2 separate regions of the Ovis aries genome follow, and region 1 is linked to region 2. The links are chromatin contacts, called in public Hi-C maps. All regions are on one chromosome and are shown on one strand. The core of a region is the stretch at or near the end of the contact, and the rest is flanking DNA. Distances in the headings are between cores, read along the strand shown.

Region 1 (3,728 bases), core at 1,030-3,529, 150 kb after region 2:
GTCCCCTATAATGAAGAGGACATCTTTTTGGGGTGTTAGTTCTACAAGGTCTTGTAGATCTTCATAGAACCGTTCAACTTCAGCTTCTTCAGCGTTACTGGTTGGGGCATAGACTTGGATTACCGTGATATTGAATGGTTTGCCTTGGAAACAAACAGAGATCATTCTGTCATTTTGAGATTCCATCCAAGTACTGCATTTTGGACTCTTTTGTTGACCATGATGGCTACTCCATTTCTTCTGAGGGATTCCTGCCCACAGCAGTAGATATAATGGTCATCTGAGTTAAACTCACCCATTCCAGTCCATTTTAGTTTGCTGATTCCTAGAATGTCGACGTTCACTCTTGCCATCTCTTGTTTGACTACTTCCAATTTGCCTTGATTCATGGATCTGACATTCCAGGTTCCTATGCAATATTTCTCTTTACAGCATTGGACCTTGCTTCTATCACCAGTCACATCCACAGCTGGGTATTGTTTTTGCTTTGGCTCCATCCCTTCATTCTTTCTGGAGTTATTTCTCCACTGATCTCCAGTAGCATATTGGGCACCTACTGACCTGGGAAGTTCCTCTTTCAGTATCCAATTATTTTGCCTTTTCATACTGTTCATGGGGTTCTGAAGGCAAGAATGCTGAAGTGGTTTGCCATTCCCTTCTCCAGTGGACCAGTCATCACATATACCTCAGAATTCCTGTGGTTCTCCAGCTGCACTGAGCCCCAGAGGCTGGGCACCAGGACTGGGTGACTTCTGCATCCCCTCTGGGCCTGATACAGTGACTCATACAGGGGGGAGAGTCAGATCAGTGAATGTAACTTAAAATGAATGTATGATCCTGTCTCTGAGACAGAATCATGAGTAACTGGAAGAAGTAAAGAGAGGGAAGGAAACTGCCCACTATAAAGACTTCAAGATACAATCCTCCCTGATGTATTGAGGGTTTGGCTCTAGATGCCCACAATACAGTGAAGCAAGTCACATAGCTTTTTTGGTTTCTCAGGGCATGTGAAAGTTGTTTGTAGTATACTGTAGCCTGTAAAATGTGCAATAGCATTATACCTAAATATATATATATATATGTTTATCTTAATTTAAATATCCTTTATTGCTGGGCATTACTTCTCTGGCAGTCCAGTGGTTAGGACTCCATGCTTTCACTGCCAGGGGCCTGGGTTTGATTCGTGCTCTGGAATCTAAGATCCCACATGCTGCACATCTCGGCCAAACAAACAAACAAACAGACCTGAAACTTTCTTGCCAAAAAATGCTGAGACCTTCATCTGAGTCTTAAAGGAGTTTGATTTTTTTGCCACAGTAACATCAAAGATCACTGATCATAGATCGACATAACAAAGATAATCATAATGAAAAAGTAGAAATATTGGGAAAATCACCAAAGATGACACAGAGACAGAAAGTGAGCAAGTGTGGTTGGAAAAATGGCATCAGTTGACTTGCTCAGTGATGGTTGACACGAGGCTTCAGGCTGTGAAATACGCAAAACGCGCAAATCACAGTAGTTTGACGTGGACTGGAATGAGGGATGGCTGTGTATTCTCATCTCTGGGTATATACAGCAGCTAACACGGCCTGTTCTCCATGTGTGGCAGGTCTTAGTAAGACACCATGTTAGTTACAGGAAACTGAAGAGGTAACTTATCAGAACTGGGGACCCTAGGAAGATTGTTTTTTGCTGATTGCTTCACTTCCACAAGGAAGGGTTGGACCAGGGTTCCAACTCAAATCCTGGAGTGGAACTGCGTGAGCCCCAGAGGGGCAGCAGACCTGACCTTCTTTCTCCCACCCTCAGGGCCTGAAGAAGATCTCTGCCTACATGAAGTCCAGCCGCTTCCTCCCACGCCCTGTGTATTCAAAGATGGCTGTGTGGGGCAACAAGTAGTGCTCTGGACGGCAGGAGATGGAGCGAGGAGCCAGTGCTGTGTGTGGAGAGCCGCTGAAGCTTCTTTCTCCCCAGAACCAGATGTTTTGCTTCCTCCTTCTTTCTTTCCATTGGTCACACTTAGGCCTTATTTGGCCCCAACTCTTTCCCAACCCCATTCATCCCAGATCTTTAAGCTCTACAGCACCCCTCTCTTCTTCAGTGAAGTCACCCCCTGACGTTATGCTTTCTGCTCTAAAGCCAACCAGATCATCCTTCCTTTCCATGTTGCTGGTTTTTTTTTTTTTTTCCCCTGCTATGAGTAGCCTGACCAGACCCTTGGCTTAGAGAGCTCAAGCCTGAGCCCCCAGCACTGCCCTGAAGACCAGGACAGGCCTAGTGTGCAGGCCTTGTTCTCCCAGCGTGGGCCCTGCCCAGCCCTGCCGATCACCAATAAAGCCTTAACCACACCTGCTATGTCTTACCTTTTTTCCTCCTGACCATCTGAACTGTCTAACTGGCCCTGCTGCTTCCTAGTAATGAAGTGGTGATGCTGGCAGTGTCTGGGTGCATGAGGATCCTGTCTGGTAGTAGGATGTTCTGAGACTTCCTGTTCCCATTTCTGAGGCCCTCAGAGCAGGAGTCCTCGGAGGGCTCCTTTTATTATAGAAGGGAGGCCTCTTCCTGAGCCTCCATCTCTCATCCATTCCCCCTCCTTATTAAGAGCTCAGGCGCCCTCTGTTGGCTGCTGCGCAGCTGTTATTCAGGACCTTCTTTCTGGGTTACTTCCTCATTTTCTTAGCTACCCACGAGGTAAATTTCTTCAGTCCTCGCATATCTGAAGATGTGTTGCTAGTGTACACTAAAGTAATGTTTTTGTTGGTTATACGATTCTGGTATAAGGACCTTCAGGCCTCTGATGCAATTAGACACAGCTAGAATTAAGCCTTGTTCGTGGGAAGGGTGATGCCAGTCTCTCTTGAATATCTGATGGATATATATATATTTTTTAACTTAAGGCACTTGCTTTTCAGTTCTTGCCAATGTGAGGTATCCAAGTCCAGAGTCTATATAGAGATCTTGGGGCTGTTGTGTTTTTACTTCACATCCTTCTATGAGTATACTAAGTTTCCTGGTCTCCTTTTTATCAGGCACCATTCATCACTGCTTTGCATCCTCTGGAAGTAATTTCAAATCACCCTGTCCAGTGGTCTGCTTAAGAGAGAGTTCTAGGACCTCAGGAGTTCACAGACCATGCTACCATAAATAGTTGTTTACATTGGGGTCTAGTATTCAGTCAAGACTCAGTTGGGAGAAAATGTTACAAATCACAAAGGACTTTTATCCAAAAATATTTAGCTAAAAATATAACCAATGAAAAGAAGAGGCCTAAGTGGCTTTTTGGCCACAATATGTGGCTTGTAGGATCTCAGTTTCCCAACCACAGGTTGAACCCAGGCCCTGGCATTGAAAGCTCAGAATCCTAAACACTAGGCCACCAGGGAACTCCAAGGCCCACGTCTTGACTGGGCATTACAAAAGAGAATATCCCAAAGGCCAGTCAGCATATGAAAAGGTGCCCAACAATATTGGATTTGGGGAAGTTATGAACACAGTTAATCCAATTATATACCCACACAGGCTAAAATTAAAAGGACCAACAATTATTCACAAATATGTGCGGTAACTGGAACCATCACTCACTGCTGGTGGAACAACCACTTTGGAATACCAACAGCACTTCCTGGAACTAAACATAACATCTACCCTATGCCCCTGGAATGCCATGCCTTGTTATATACTAATGAGGATGTGTGCTTATGTCTTAAACAGACATGTACCATAGT
Region 2 (3,876 bases), core at 443-2,942:
GAAAGCAGTTCCTAGGCAAAATTTGACTTATAAATCCACTGAAGAAATCAACAGGTTGAGAAAATTGTGCTCTCAAGTTATTTTTTCCCTCACCCCAGTGTTGTTGGAGTAACTCTCAATCCTAAATGAAAAGCTGTTGTCAGGACTTCCAGGTAACATCTTATAATGGCATGGTAGAAAAGGAGTGAATTTGGAGTCAGATCTACTTATTCACTGTGTGAACTTGGAAAGATGCTTAATTTCTCTAAGCCTATCTGTTTATCTGTAAAAATGTGGACAACAACCCACAATCACAGGGTTGTTGTGAATAAACGAGATGACACATCCAAGTACCTAGCCATACCTGGCAAATAGGTACTCCATAAATATTGTTTTTTCTTCCCTTCGTCTTGCCCTTTCTTCCCGTAAGTACTGATATTCTAACAGTCACTAGGAAGAGTAGGAGGCTTGGAACTTTGAAGAACTGGCATTGACAAATTAAGGTGCATGAAGCTATTTAATGTGGTTTTCAAGAAATCCCTCTAATGATCATCAGTCACCGTATATATCTTTCTGTTGGGATCTTATATTCTAAGGTCTAGGTTCGATTGGGGAAATAATATTTAATCATAGGGAAAGGTCTTGGAGGCTGCAAGAGTTCCCCTCTCTAGAATGTACGGTGAATGTTTTTGTGGGGCTCTTTGGAAGTAACGGTAACGTAGGGCTACTTTCACCACAGAATCCAGGATTATGAGTAAAAAGGGTATCAGTGTGGGGCTTTCATAGGGGATTTATCAACTTCCAGGTGATACTATAGCTGAGAAACAAATTTTACTATGACTTCTCTTTTCGTGTGTTACCACAACAGGAAATTTTAATAGAGATTCACAGGATGCACTGGTTTGTTTTAGGGTGTGGAACTTTGGTTGACTAATCTTGGTAGAAGTCCTAAGTCCTTAACGCACGACAATATGTCAGGGCTAAATCTGGCTTGTGTGGGGGAAAGGCAGCATGGAAATTTCATGGAAAAACCACATTCTTACCTTATGTAAGATCTGTTACCGATTTCAAGAGATCCTTTACCGACATAGTAGCTGGGCAACTCAAGCCCACTAGGTACCAGTAGGTGAGCCAGAGAGGGCAGAAAGGGACTGCAAAGTCCCAGGCATGGTGGGTCTTAACTTATTCCAGATGTGGAGCGTGACTGCGTCGAGGCCCCGACTGTAATTCGCATCCCATAGCTCTGGCTGGGACGACGCCAACAGACAAACTATCCTACACTTGGTCTCAGATCTCCACAGCCAGAATTAAACTGGTTTTCTGGCCAGTGGAAAAATTCCCAGCAGAAATTCCCGTGCGGATTGCGGGCTTTTACTTGGGAATTTCCATTCCCCACGCCAATCGGCCGTGCGACCTCGGGAGGGTGCCTTGAACCGGAGAAACCAGTCCCTGGTATCTCTATATTCATCCAAATAAGACAGCCAAAAAGGTGAAAGGGGATTAAAGTCGAGCGGCGCCCGGTAAGCTCGACAGGGCCGCCCCACACCTCGGAACCGACGCTCGGCGTCCTGGTCTCTCTCTCTCCCCGTACTTCCGCTTTTGGTTACGCCTCCTTTACCCCAGCTAAGGAGGTCGAAGAAGTAACGGCCGCGGGCGTTGCCGGAAGTGTCGTAAAACGCCGGATATCCGGTTTCTCTGGGCGCCCTGGGAGCTGACGGAGAGGGCCGCCGCCCAGCAGTAGACTGTGTCTCCGCCTGCCAAGCCGCAGTCTCCGCGGTTTTTGAGTGAGCCCCGGCCCGGTCCCTTCTTTCGCCGCCGCCATGGGGTGCACGTTGAGCGCCGAAGATAAGGCGGCGGTGGAGCGAAGCAAGATGATCGACCGCAACTTGCGGGAGGACGGGGAGAAAGCGGCCAAAGAAGTGAAGCTGTTGCTACTCGGTGAGGGGCTGGGAGCGGGGCTGGCGGGGTGGTTTAGAGGGCCCAGGCACTTGAGAGTCCTAATGGGGGGTCGGGCCGGGCGGGAGGAGAGGACCCCGAAGAATCTGGAGGGCGTGACGGACGTGGGGCGGGGTGTGGGGTTGTGGCTGGTGCCGGAGGGCATGATGAGGGGGTGGGGTTTTGGGGTTGTAGGAATTAGGCTGGAAAGAGGGTGTGCCACCATGCTGGGATTGTGTTTAGCGAAGGAGCTTCTAAATGTGGTCCAGTAGGACATTGAGACTGTATTAGGAATATGGGAAAAGCTCATAAAGGAAGAGCTGATGTTAGAGAAGGTTTTTCAAGGGAAGGGTTAGAGTGAGTTGGTGTTGAGAACGGGAGAGTGTGTTGGGCTTGTATAATGGATTGTGAGTTTGGAGCGTGGTGATACTTTATGACATTAGAGCTGGGGGGCGGGCCTTGAATAATTAATATAAATAGAGAGGGGGTCTTGAACAGAGTGGTCACGTAGGACCCTGTCATTTAAAGAGTGGACATTTTGAGCTCTCGCTGAGGTGGAGGAACCCTGGGTCATCCAGGAACATAAAGGTGTATGGTTGAAATAACTGAAAAGTTCTCAGGTGTAAAGGGAAAGAGTTTGAGTGTAGAGGCTGTGTGTATTTATCCACTATTTCCTATTATTTTTATTTTCTTAAGGTTTTTTTAATAACTCCTTCCACTGTTTTTATAAGAGCTGGTGTGAGCTGAGGATATTTAAAGACTGTCTTGTTTGAGGTTTGTGGCATAGGATGTGATGATGACAATAGATTACACAGTGAGAGTTGATGAATATTTGCTAGGGATGGTGTGCAGTGGGAATGCAGTTATTTTAGGATAAATTATGGAATTGGACTTACTGTAAAAGATGTGATTGTGACAGACTTCTGTTGAGCTGGGGTTTTTTGTTTGTTTCTTCAAACGAAAAATACTGGCTTCAGGAGTTACTGTTTATTTTACTTGACATTCGTTTTAAGTAGTTTTTATGTACAGTCAGATGCATTTTACTCAGCCTGGTTGGTTTTAGAATTTTTGAGAAATTGTTTTCTAGAAGCTCAATGAATCATATAAAATACCCTGATGTCAGCTTACCAATAAATCAGGCCACATTTTTTCTTCACTGTTAGTATTTTCTGGGGATCTGTTAGGGAAGAATAAATGGAAGTAATGGTTTCTGTAAGCGGTAGAACTTTGCTCTTTAAAACAGTTGATTTTGGGGAAAAAGAAGTTGCTTTAGGAGAAGTGCCAAATTTTTATGGTGTGAAGCTCCAGAGGACAGAACGCACCACCGTAACCCAGGGTTTATTCTGCATTCAGGGTGCTCGTGCTAGTCTTTTCATGGTAACGTGTTTGACAGTTTGTAGATTGCAGAAGCCTTGGTAACAGCTTTTTGAATAAAGGGAGGAAGTTATGCACTGGAGTTTGAGCCTTCAGTTTGAATACTTAATCTTACAGAATGTATGAAAAAAAAAAAATTGAAGTTCCAAACTGCTACTCTTCCATATAACGGGTATCATTTGTGAATGAGCATGGTCCCTGGTACGTAGTAGATGCTTAAATATAAACTGTTAACCAGCGTGTGTCAGCTACTGTTGGACATAGCTCCTTGGGACCTTTCAGGTGTTTGATATAAACTGTAGTACTCAAGGCATTAGCATTGTTCCTATCAATCAGTTGGTTATGAAAGTAAAGGTGTGTTTTTATCTTCTGTGGTTATTTTGGTTTACATTCATAATCAGAGATCCCCTCAGGATATTAGGCTGTTGTAATACAGGACTTTATAAATAGTGCATTTAATTAAAAACAAAATTAAACACATGATCACTTAGGAAATTTCAAAAGCAGTAGGTAAAAATCAAAGTACTACAACATTTGCTTTTCCTTTTTAATCAATTTCATTGTTTTAAGTAAGTTTTTTTAAATATT

Evidence for each region. Hi-C and Micro-C count contacts between places; a contact is called where the count stands out from the background.
Region 1: a contact with region 2 is called in a Hi-C map of tail adipose tissue, with 7 times the contacts expected there. The contact joins the enhancer-like site here to the promoter of GNAI3 in region 2. A contact is called at or near these places in 11 of 16 Hi-C or Micro-C datasets (blood, hypothalamus, liver and 4 more).

What each region holds. Positions count from the first base shown.
Region 1 is chr1:86,934,497-86,938,224 of ARS-UI_Ramb_v3.0, forward strand. LOC101107401 (glutathione S-transferase Mu 1) reads left to right here. Exons shown (of 7, transcript XM_042251990.2): 7 at 1,813-2,351. The coding sequence ends at 1,902. Among named protein-coding and RNA genes, the nearest start is that of AMPD2, 83 kb to the left of the region's middle. Within about 2 kb of position 2,280, at least 13 of the 54 cell types and tissues checked have an H3K27ac peak or open chromatin away from gene starts, as enhancers often do.
Region 2 is chr1:86,783,766-86,787,641 of ARS-UI_Ramb_v3.0, forward strand. It overlaps GNAI3 (G protein subunit alpha i3), which reads left to right and starts at 1,693. Exons shown (of 9, transcript XM_012106955.5): 1 at 1,693-1,917. The coding sequence starts at 1,800.